Linked DNA regions of Mus musculus: all the other regions are linked to region 1. A link is a contact called in public HiCAR-type and promoter capture Hi-C data. All regions are on one chromosome and are shown on one strand. Each heading gives the region's core, a stretch centred on a gene start, on an enhancer-like site or on the middle of the called end of the contact. The rest is flanking DNA. Distances are from core to core; before and after follow the strand shown.

Evidence for each region. HiCAR-type assays count read pairs that join an accessible place to other places. Capture Hi-C pulls out chosen DNA fragments and counts their contacts.
Region 2: a contact with region 1 is called in a promoter capture Hi-C map of pancreatic islet. The contact joins two enhancer-like sites. A contact is called at or near these places in 1 of 15 datasets of contacts at CTCF or cohesin (large pre-B cells), 1 of 484 Hi-C or Micro-C datasets (bone marrow-derived macrophages), 7 of 115 datasets of contacts at active chromatin or transcription factors (bone marrow-derived macrophages, embryonic basal ganglia, embryonic midbrain and 2 more) and 4 of 9 other capture datasets (adipose tissue, embryonic stem cells, liver and 1 more).
Region 3: a contact with region 1 is called in a HiCAR-type map of neural stem cells, with 4 times the contacts expected there. The contact joins two enhancer-like sites. A contact is called at or near these places in 1 of 39 promoter capture datasets (neural stem cells), 11 of 15 datasets of contacts at CTCF or cohesin (the G1E-ER4 cell line, the NIH/3T3 cell line, embryonic stem cells and 5 more), 235 of 484 Hi-C or Micro-C datasets (the 3T3-L1 cell line, 3T3-L1-derived adipocytes, the 4T1 cell line and 121 more), 28 of 115 datasets of contacts at active chromatin or transcription factors (CD4 single positive thymocytes, CD8 T cells, the HPC-7 cell line and 20 more) and 4 of 9 other capture datasets (adipose tissue, embryonic tail, liver and 1 more).

What each region holds. Positions count from the first base shown.
Region 1 is chr11:62,262,093-62,265,440 of GRCm38.p6, forward strand. Adora2b (adenosine A2b receptor) reads left to right here. Exons shown (of 2, transcript NM_007413.4): 2 at 2,970-3,348. Among named protein-coding and RNA genes, the nearest start is that of Adora2b, 15 kb to the left of the region's middle. Within about 2 kb of position 1,784, at least 13 of the 459 cell types and tissues checked have an H3K27ac peak or open chromatin away from gene starts, as enhancers often do. A contact at or near this core is called in neural progenitor cells, neural stem cells and pancreatic islet, where this site is marked.
Region 2 is chr11:62,023,323-62,026,670 of GRCm38.p6, forward strand. All of the region lies in intron 1 of Specc1 (sperm antigen with calponin homology and coiled-coil domains 1), which reads left to right. Among named protein-coding and RNA genes, the nearest start is that of Gm39988, 25 kb to the right of the region's middle. Within about 2 kb of position 1,824, at least 40 of the 459 cell types and tissues checked have an H3K27ac peak or open chromatin away from gene starts, as enhancers often do. A contact at or near this core is called in pancreatic islet, where this site is marked.
Region 3 is chr11:62,056,962-62,060,309 of GRCm38.p6, forward strand. The region is part of intron 3 of Specc1 (sperm antigen with calponin homology and coiled-coil domains 1); the gene reads left to right. Among named protein-coding and RNA genes, the nearest start is that of Gm39988, 8.2 kb to the left of the region's middle. Within about 2 kb of position 1,495, at least 9 of the 459 cell types and tissues checked have an H3K27ac peak or open chromatin away from gene starts, as enhancers often do. A contact at or near this core is called in neural progenitor cells and neural stem cells, where this site is marked.

The DNA of each region.
Region 1 (3,348 bases), core at 534-3,033:
TTACTCTCTCTCTGTTCTATGAGGGCAGAGATTAGGTTTCTGGTTCCTAGCAGAATGCATAGGACAAAGGTGGAGTGCAAACAATGGGATGTGGGGACAGGGCCACAGGGTCAGCTGTCCCCTGCTGCTTCCCTGATACAGTTGGCTCTTTTCCTTATCCAAGACAGTCTGGCATGAAACTTCTTCACGTGTGCAGGATTCGGTGTTTTGAGAAGTTCAGATGTGAATGGATTCCCGTTGTTGTGAATTACAGTGGGAAGCTATTTCCACGGACACTGCTTCTATTTCTTTTAAAGGATATTTATTTGATTTGTGTTTGAGTGCAGGGGCACAGCATGGTGTGTAGGTCAGAGGAGGATCTGAAGGACCTGGTTCTCTCCTTCCACCATGTGGGTCCTGGGGTGGAACTCAGGCTGTCAGGCTGGGCAGTGAGCGCCATCATCTGCTGAGCTGCCTTGCCGGTCCTAACACTGCCTTTTAAAAGGAAGTAAAGTAAGAAACCATGGTATAGTGCCAGGAGCAAGGACCGAATAGGCATATCTGCAGTGAGACATTTAATTCCCATACCCTTCCCTCTCTGTGTCTTGTCTTTCTCTGAGGCAGCCTGGCTTGGTCTTGAACTCACAATCTCTTCCCTCTCCTTCTCAGCATTTCTTACCAATGTGTGCTGCCAAATTGCCTTTTCCCACTCTCCCCAGACAGAGTTGCAAGTAGCTCAAGATGGCCTTGAATTTTCTATATAGCCAAGGATGTCCCTGTCTTTCTGATTCTTTTACTTCTTTCTCCTGAGTGTTGGGATTACATATATATGCCACCACACCCTGTTTCTGTGATGCTGGGATCAAACCTAGGGGTTTATGCGTGCTTAACAACTCTACCAAACGAGCTCTATCTGGAGTCCCTTAATTTCCTGAAACAAGATCACAGAACTCTGAGGGTCTAGGCATTCAAAGGTAAAGGACCTAGGCTCTTTCCTTCCCTCTCCTCTGATAAAAGTTTTCTCTTTCCTTTGACCTTCATGGTCACAAGATGGCTGCTGAGGCTGTCTGTGCCTATCAGCCTGTCACGAAAGTGTCAGAAGCAGCAAGGTAGGGGTGGTCGGCAAAGGGCAGAGCTCTTCTCATGGGTGGCTCTCCTGTCGGGAAGTTAGACTTTTTTCGCGGTCCCTTGCAGACTTGCTTAATGGCCTTACTGGCCAGAAGATCTCACTACCCGACTTAGACCAGTCACTGAAAGAGAATGGAAAATGCTAGGATTTGCTTATCCCAAATATCCCACCAAGGCTGGCCTGTAATCAATGGAACTAAACTAATAGTCTAGGGGCTAGAGATATGGCTCAGTGGTTAAGAGCACTGACTGCTGTTCCAGAGGTCCCAGGCCCCCCATGTGGGGCAGCACCCATATGGCAGCTCACAGCTGTCTATAACTCCAGTTCTGAAGCTTCTGACACCTCACACAGACATACATGCAGGCAGAACATCGGAACACGTAAAATAAATACATTAAAAAAATAATAATGGTCAGAAGCAGAGCTGTAGCCCAGGCTAGCTCATGGACAGTCTTCTGAGTGCCTAGCCTTTGTGGGGCTTTTTGTTACCCTGCAGATACTGTGCTATTGACATCCCTGGTGAGGCGCTGGCAAGGAAACACATTTTTAAGAGGGTTTCATCAGTAGCCAAGAAAGATGGGGTGAGCAGCTGCGCCCAGCAGGCTGTCCTGTAGGACTGAGCTGCCCACTGATGAGAGGAAGTGGCAAAGACAAACAATCATTAGATCACTGCGCATGAAGCAGGTCGCAGCTGGCTTCCTCTGCTAACTGTACTGGTTCTCTGGCCTGTCCAGGCCGCTGAGTTGGGTATTCCTAGCACGCAGTTGCCGCAGAGCTATTGCTAGCAGGTAGCAAATGAGGGATGTTTTCACAATGGCTCTGCTTTGAGAACTGAACTAGATACTGGGCACGGTGCTAGGTCCCGGGAACGCCAGTTCAGCAGGATATGGTCTGTCCTCAGGTGGTTGTCCTTATAGTTGAGGGGAAATATATGTAACAGATTAAGGGCCCGTTATCAATGTTGATTTCCTAAGTCTCAGCAGCTCCCTGGCCAGCAGCTTTCTGTAGATGAGGCATTAACAGACCTGTGTTCCAGCCGTCGTCAGCAGTGAAGCCAGCCATTCATCTGCAGAGACTGAAGGCTGGTTTTCTTTTGTGAGATAAGATAGTGCTTTATGGCTTCAGCTGACCTCCGACTTGGGAACCCCTGCCTCAGCCTCCTGATTAGGGGACTGCAGGTGTGCATCTACTACAACCAGTTCTGAAGCAAAGTTTTGGTATTGAGAGAAGCGATTCTTGTCAAAAGCTACGGGTCGTGCCTTGTTCAAGTGTCACCTTGTGAATTAGGCTTCATGTGCATGTCCCTTAAGATGCTGGGGTTTTGTTTTTTTGTTTGTTTGTTCTGTTTTTGTTTTTGTGCACGTTCTGATCTCAACAATCCAACAGTGCCTTACAGGAGATCTGAACTTACCCAGTGCTGAGGCTATTAAAAAGGGCCTCTAAGACCTATCACCATCACTAAACAGAAATGAGTACTGACTCAAGAATGAGTCTTTTTCTTTTTGGTTTGGTTTGGTTTTTTAAATAAGGTCTCTCTTCGTAGTGCTGGCTGTCCTGGAACTCACACTGTAGACCAGGTTGTCCTTGAACTCAGAGAGATCCCCTGCCCCTGCCTCTGCCTCCTGAATGCTAGGACTAAAGGCATGCACTACCATACCTGGCTAAGAATGACAGTTTTACTGCGCTTGCTGCAGCAGAGTTGATGCCTGCTCCCGTGTCGAGTCTCCAGTGTTAGGTGATGGCCATGGTACCCCAAGGGTAAACCTCCAAGGCTAAAGGCCCGTGGGACACCAGCAGGGGTGGGCCTCGGGTCAAGGGATGCTGTAAAATGACCAATAACAGATGATGTTCTCTTGGACAGGTATAAAGGTTTGGTCACTGGGACACGAGCGAGAGGGATCATTGCTGTCCTCTGGGTCCTTGCCTTTGGCATTGGATTGACTCCGTTCCTGGGGTGGAACAGTAAAGACAGTGCCACCAGCAACTGCACAGAACTGGGGGATGGCATCGCGAATAAAAGCTGCTGTCCTGTGACATGTCTCTTTGAGAATGTGGTCCCCATGAGCTACATGGTGTATTTCAACTTCTTTGGGTGTGTCCTTCCTCCACTGCTCATAATGCTGGTGATCTACATCAAAATCTTCATGGTGGCCTGCAAGCAGCTTCAGCGCATGGAACTGATGGACCACTCCAGGACCACTCTCCAGCGGGAGATCCACGCAGCCAAGTCACTGGCTATG
Region 2 (3,348 bases), core at 574-3,073, 240 kb before region 1:
GGATGCTTCAGTCTGAGTAGGCATGAAAGCCTCTGGGCTCCCTGTCTCCCTACCCTCGCTTTGTTCTTCTGCCATGTGCTCTTTAAAACTGCTCCCAAAGAAAGGGCTCCGGGGGGATCTTGTTTCCATCTCCTTTTCCTGAAGCTTTGTCTCATTCCCTTCAAGTCTCTGATGTGAAACCACATGATAAGTAAGGAAATAACTGCCCATTAGTGGTCACTCCACTCTGCAGGCCGCCAACTCCTCGGTTCAGCTTTGGAGCCAGAAGGACACCCCAGACGAGTAGTTCTGAGCACTTGATCTCAATATAGCCACAGATTATAGCCTCTGCTACCACCTGCATTCTGTATTCATGACCGCCCCTGCCTGCCTTGGTTTCTCATTCCGGGCTGTGCCCTGTCTCTGTTTCTTGTGGTTCCCACCCTTGGCAGAGTGCCTTGATTTCCGAGTCCCTGACATCATTTCTTCCCAAGTTTGTGATATGCCAGGGCTCCCGTCACTCCAGTGTACCTTTTGTCTGAGGATGGGACCAGTGAGTCCGGGTTTGCAGCTTCTCTTCTGATTTAGTGTGGAAATCTTTCCTTTTCCCCCCGTTGACCACGGAGGAATTTGCACTATTGGGATGGCTTCTTTCATCTCCAAGCCACAGGAAGTAATCATTTGGAAGCATTTCCTGTGACCAACACTGAAGTGTGAGGGCAGCTAACAGTTCTGTGTTCCATGGGAAGCCCAGCAGGTGCCTGGCCAGGACCTCATGACCCCGACACCGCTTCCCCCACTGCATTGCTAACATTTTGGCCTAAATGCTTCATTCTCCTGGGATTCCTTTGGTCAGCAGGATGCCTAGTGGCACCTCTAGCCTCTGTCCAGTAGCACCCTGAAGAGGGGTGCCTTTGTGAATGCCTATGTCCCCTGGGGACAGAGTTATCCCAGGCCTGGAATTGGCCCATCCAATTGTCTGTAGCAAACTAATAAATACTGTCCTCCTCGTCTTTGGCTAGATATTTTCAGCCTGCGGGTCCCTGGCGCTGCACTTCCTGCCGGGTCCCTTGGTAATTGAACTATGTGCTCATTCCTATTTTCCTGGTTCTCCAGCTTGAATGCTTTAGCTCACTTGCTTCCTACTGCTTATTGTGTTTGCAGCTGAGACCTGAACGCCCTCCCACTCTCCGAGACTCATTATTTTCTGTTCATCCAGAATGGTTTCCCGGTCGCCTTCCAGTTTTCTTGCCTTAAAAGGGAAATAAAGAAAAGGGACCTCCCCAGAGAACACCAGCAGGCTGGGAAGGCCACCGTCCCTAAACCTTTGCTGGGACACAGTACCTTTGTGTATCCCTAAAATACACTGTCGTGCCCTGCTTCCTTCCGCCCTCCCCGAGCCCTTCTTCTCTTTTCACTACTTTATGCTATGCAGTTCTTGGGGGACAGTTTCAATGTAAGCCATACGCTGCTCTAAACAGGAGTGAAGTGTGTGGCATCAAAATAAAAGGCTTGAAATAATAAAAAAAAAAAGTTCCCGGGAAGACCCTCCCTCCATCTCCCATCCTTTCTCTTGAATGAATTCCTACATTCAACTCTAATTTCTTAATCGATTTGACTCTTTGTATTGTTTATGGGGAGTTTAAGAAATCAGAGAATTAAGGCTAGAGACCTTCCCCACCACCCCTTCTGGTTCCTCTGTGCTTGGCCAGAGACCACCTATTCATTTTCTGTCCCTAACTCACATCCAGGAGAGAAGCCTGAGTCAGCGAGTGTGCTCACCTGTGTTTATCTTGTGGCAGCCCAGATTGTCTGTAACCAGTCCTAGGCTGAAAGCCATCTGCCTCTGTGTTCGTTTCCCTCTCTGCTTCCCCGTGCCCATGTTTTCAGATGAAAACAGGCTGTTCTGTGTACAGGAAGAACACTTGCCTGGTAGATCTGGCAGCCTCCTGTTCCGAAGATTTAATGGATCTGTGGCTGTGCATTGTCAAGCTAACAAGCAGTGCCCCGACTGGTATAATTGACAGAAGTTTCTTCTGTTGCCTCTTGTAACATCATCTGATGCTGAGAAGTATAGAGTTCAGACATCCCAGACTCCTAGTCAGCAAGGAGCTGGACCCACTGTGGGGATGATGCACGGTGCTCCTGTTTCTCATGTGGGCAGAGATTATCCGGATGGCCTGTCTAACCTGGTTTCAACCTTGGCTATAGATGAGTTCTGTGATCTAGGCAAGTTGCTTGACTTCCCTGAGTCAAAGGAAGTGTTTTAATTTGTTAGAGCTAAAACGGGTGCCTTATAAACAAGTGAGAGACACTGCTTGCAGTTGTGGAGGCCCAAAAGTCCTAGATCTTGGCTGGCAGATTCAATGTCTAATGGGAGTCCTCTGTCTGGTTCACGGTATTACCCACTTGATAGAAGGACAAAAATGTTCCTTCAGGCCATTTCTGTAAAAGCTCTGCTCTCCTGACCAAGCTTTCTCCCAGACGTCCCACTTCCTAACAGTACCACACCTGGTACTGTTGGTTTCACCTTGTGAATTTGAGGAATACACCAATACTCAGATGATAGATAGCACAAGGCAATACCACCCAGGGCTGAGATAATTCACATGGGGCATTAGCCAGCACCTTCTACTTGCAGTGGAATGGCATGGCTGCCCTATCTGTCTGCCAGCACAGGGACTCATCCTCCTTCCTTCCTTCTTGCTGTGACTGTTTTGATCTTGTATGCTGTCGTCACTTCTCTAGGCTGATACTGCCAGGTCACTCCTGGACATATTGTCTGGCACTTGCCCTACTTGTGAGACAGAGAGAAGTGGGGGGGGGGGTCCTTAAAAGTGATGGAGAATTTCCCAGCTCCCATGTCCCTAGTTTGTAGAGCTAAGGTACCAGACAGAACCATTGAGCAGCAGAGCTATCCCAAGCCAATGGCTTCTCGGTCCCTTTTCTCGTGAACTCAGGATGAAGTTCACAGACAATGGGTGGGTGAGTTTGGAAATTAGAGTTAGTATAGGATTTTAGGTGGGCACTTGAGAGGAAAACCGAAGGCAGAGCCCCTGTAGAGCAGGAGGGGCCCCCAGAAAATGTGGTATTATCGAGCAGCTAGGCTAGGGGCTTCTTGTAGTACTTAGAGCAGAAAGTGCATGGGGAGATGAGCTGGTCAGCCCAGTTGGCCTGCCCATGGGTGTCTGGATGTTTCACAGTTTGACTCTATCTTCACATATGGTCTAGGCAGTATGGCTCACACAGATTGTGTAAAACAAGAGAATTCCCCTTCTGGCATTTCTGGCCTGTAGCCAGGACAAGACGGAAGACACTGTTGGCTTGTGCTCAAGGACAAGAATGGTGGTCCCTGTTCCTAAAATGTTT
Region 3 (3,348 bases), core at 245-2,744, 210 kb before region 1:
CCTCGCTGTCCTGGAACTCACTCTGTAAACCAGGCTGGCCTCAGACTCAGAAATCTGCCTGCCTCTGCCTCCCAATGCCTTTACTGGGATTAAAGGCGTGGGCCACCACCGCCCTGCTGGTTTGTTTATTGAAACAGGTTTTCACTGTATAGCTCTCACTGGAATGGAACTCACTATGTAGACAAGGCTGGCTTTGAGCTCATAAAGATTCCTTATTGTATTTTTCTTTCCTTTTCTCCCTCCCCCTCCCCCCCTTTTTTTTTTTTTTTTTTTTGCCTATTCATATACAGGATTACACTGAATTTTTTTTTCTAGTCTTGTACTTGCCTTCCATATCTGCTATGGTATATTTTTTCATATTGCCAAATTCTACTTGCTAATGGTGTTTATTTTTAAATTATTTATGTGCATGGATGTTTTGCCTGCATATGCATCTATGTACCATGTGCATGCCTCTTGCCTGCTGGATCCAGAAGAGGGTGCTGGATCCTCTGGAACTAGAGTTACAGACAGCTTTGAGCAATCATAGGGTGCTGGGAATTGAACCTTGATCCTCTAGAAGAGCAGCCAGTGCTCTGAACTGCTGAGCCATCTCTTCAGACGCCTGCTAGAAGTGTTTTGAGAATTTTTATTTTTAGCAACTGAGCATGGTGGTACATACCTGTAACGTCAACACGGAGCCCAAGAGGACCATATGTGTGACACTGGGATACATGTGTTCCAGCCTGTCCTGAGAGATGGAGGGATGCATGGATCAAGACACTGTCTCAAAAAGCATGCCTAATATAGTAGTGCACACTTGTGGTCCCAGCACTTGGGAGACAGAGGCAGGAGGATCACTGCAAGTTAGAGGTCAGGCTGATCTATACACACAGTCCCAGGCCAGCCAGGGCTACATAGTGAGACACTGATTTAATAACAACAGCAGCAACAAGGATCCTCTTCACTGTGATTCCTGTGGGTCTGTACTTTCATTTTCTGTGTGGGTTTGGAGTCAGATTCTACTACTTCAGAAGATACACCCTTCCATTTCTGATGAAACTGTGTAGAGTCGGTATTAATTCTTCATTAACTATCTGGTGAATCCCCTGGTGAAACTTTACTGCAGTTAGAGTTAGTTTTCATTTTGTTTTTTCATTAAGAAGGGAAATTTTTTTATTTGTTTTGAGACAGGGTCTTTTGACACAGGCTGTGCTCAGACCCAGTATGTAGCTGAGGATGGCTCTGAACTTCTGATCTTTCTGCTTCCACCTCCCCCACGTGGGATGCCGGACGCATGGCAGCAGAGGAGTTTGTGCAGTTCTAGGGACTGAACAAGAGCTTTGCATCCAAGGCAAGCGCTCTACCAACTGAGCTACATCCCCAGTCAGAAGGAGGCTTATTTTTAAAACTACAAAGGCAAACTTCCCTAATGCTTGTAGGACTGCTCAGATTCTCCACACCACACTGAAGGAGGTGAGCTCACCAAGCAGTCAGCTGTTTCTCCTTTGTTCCATTTCCTGTGTGTGGAGGGCAGTTATTCATACTGTCCTTGAATTCATGCTTTGAGTCCACAGGGTCTTGGCAATGTCTTTCTGTTTAACTCTTGATATTGATCATTTGTATTCTCTCTCTCTCTCTCTCCCTCCCCCCTCCTCCCTCCCCTCCCTCTCTCCTTCTCTCTGTTGTTAGTATTGTTGTTGTGATTTAGACAGGGTTTTGCTCTACCTAGCATTAGCCCATAACTCAACATGTAGCCCAGACTTTCCTCAAATTCACAGCAATCCACCTGCCTCAGTCTTCCAAATGCTGGCGTTATAGAAGTAAGCTGTCATCCTGACTTTTTTGTTAGCTTTAATAGAGGTTTGCCAATTTTACTGACTTTTTAACAATCAGCATTTTCATTAATTTCCTCTATCCTTTTCTGTTTGTGACTTCATTGATTTTTGCCCTATATTATTTTCTTAGCTGTATAATGGAGATATCTCACTTCTCTACTATAATTGTTAGAATGGAATGAAGGTAGTGCAGAGCCTGAATGTAGATATGACTATAATTGTGGTGATTTCTCCCTTTGAACTATTTCCCAGAGTAGAATCTCTCTCTTGGGAATTACAGCTAAAACAAAACAAAACAAAACAAAAAAACCCCAAAACTTACATTCCTTAGTGTGGAGCACACCTTGTAGGGGGTTGGGCTTAGCCTAAGATTCCCCCCCACACACACACACAGAATCACAGTTGACTGATGTCTAGATTTAAATACATACTAAATCTTTAAAAATTATTTCTATTATTCTTATGTGTGGGGGTATTTTGCCTGCATGTATGTCTGTGCACTACCCACATGCCTTGTGCCTTCTCTCCAGCAACCCAAATACATACAAATTTAAGAACAGAAGAATTGCATAGGCTTATAAACACTTCTCGCCCCCTGACATCTGTCACAGATACTGTAGGGTTGGGAGCGTTTAGGAATCACCTGCTCCGACAAGAAGAGAAGGAAATGGACACTACACGGGAGAGACATGGTGGCCCTGGCAGAGTGGGGAATCTGCATTATCTGATCTAAAACCAGCTCAACATATTAAATCATCCGTGTTATCTCAGGGAGCTTTTCCCTGGCCCTGCAAATCGGGCTCCTTTTTCACGGGTGGGCAGTGATACAACCTGCAGCCCTCTGTAGCATCCCAGTACAGTGCCTCTTATTTCAAGGGCAATGAAATGGAATGTGAATATTTAGCTGGGGTCTACATGGTGGTGCTAATGTGGATGGTTACATGGTTTGCTGTATGGATATATGTACAGCACATTATACATATATATTTATGTGCTATATACACAGAATATTTATATATTAAATGTAATACAATATAAAATTTATCTTCACATGTTACAAACATAACAATTACATGTATATATTGTGGACATATGAAGTTATTATAAAATATATTAGTACAGTATATATGTATTAATATAGTACATTTAAAGCCACATCTTTAATTTCAATACCATATGACAGGTTCTTTCCAGCTTTGCCCCTGTCATTTCTGGGAGTGATAAACACTGCTCATACTATCCTCAGTTTATTTGAACATGTGTTTAATATAATATAATAAATATAAATGTGTGTAATATATTAAGAGAATAATATAATATTCTCTCCAATCCTTCACCCAGCTGCTGATCCTCCAGCCGCCAAACCCTACCCCGCTCTCTCTCCTGGTTTCCTAACCTTTGCTTCATACTTACTTACTTACTTACTTAGCATAGTCATCTTTTCACTTGGGCAAGGGAGAGAAAGATGCGAACAGAAGTGAGCCAGACTTCCCTTTCTCTGTGTCTTTTTCTCTCGAGTGTTTAAGATTAA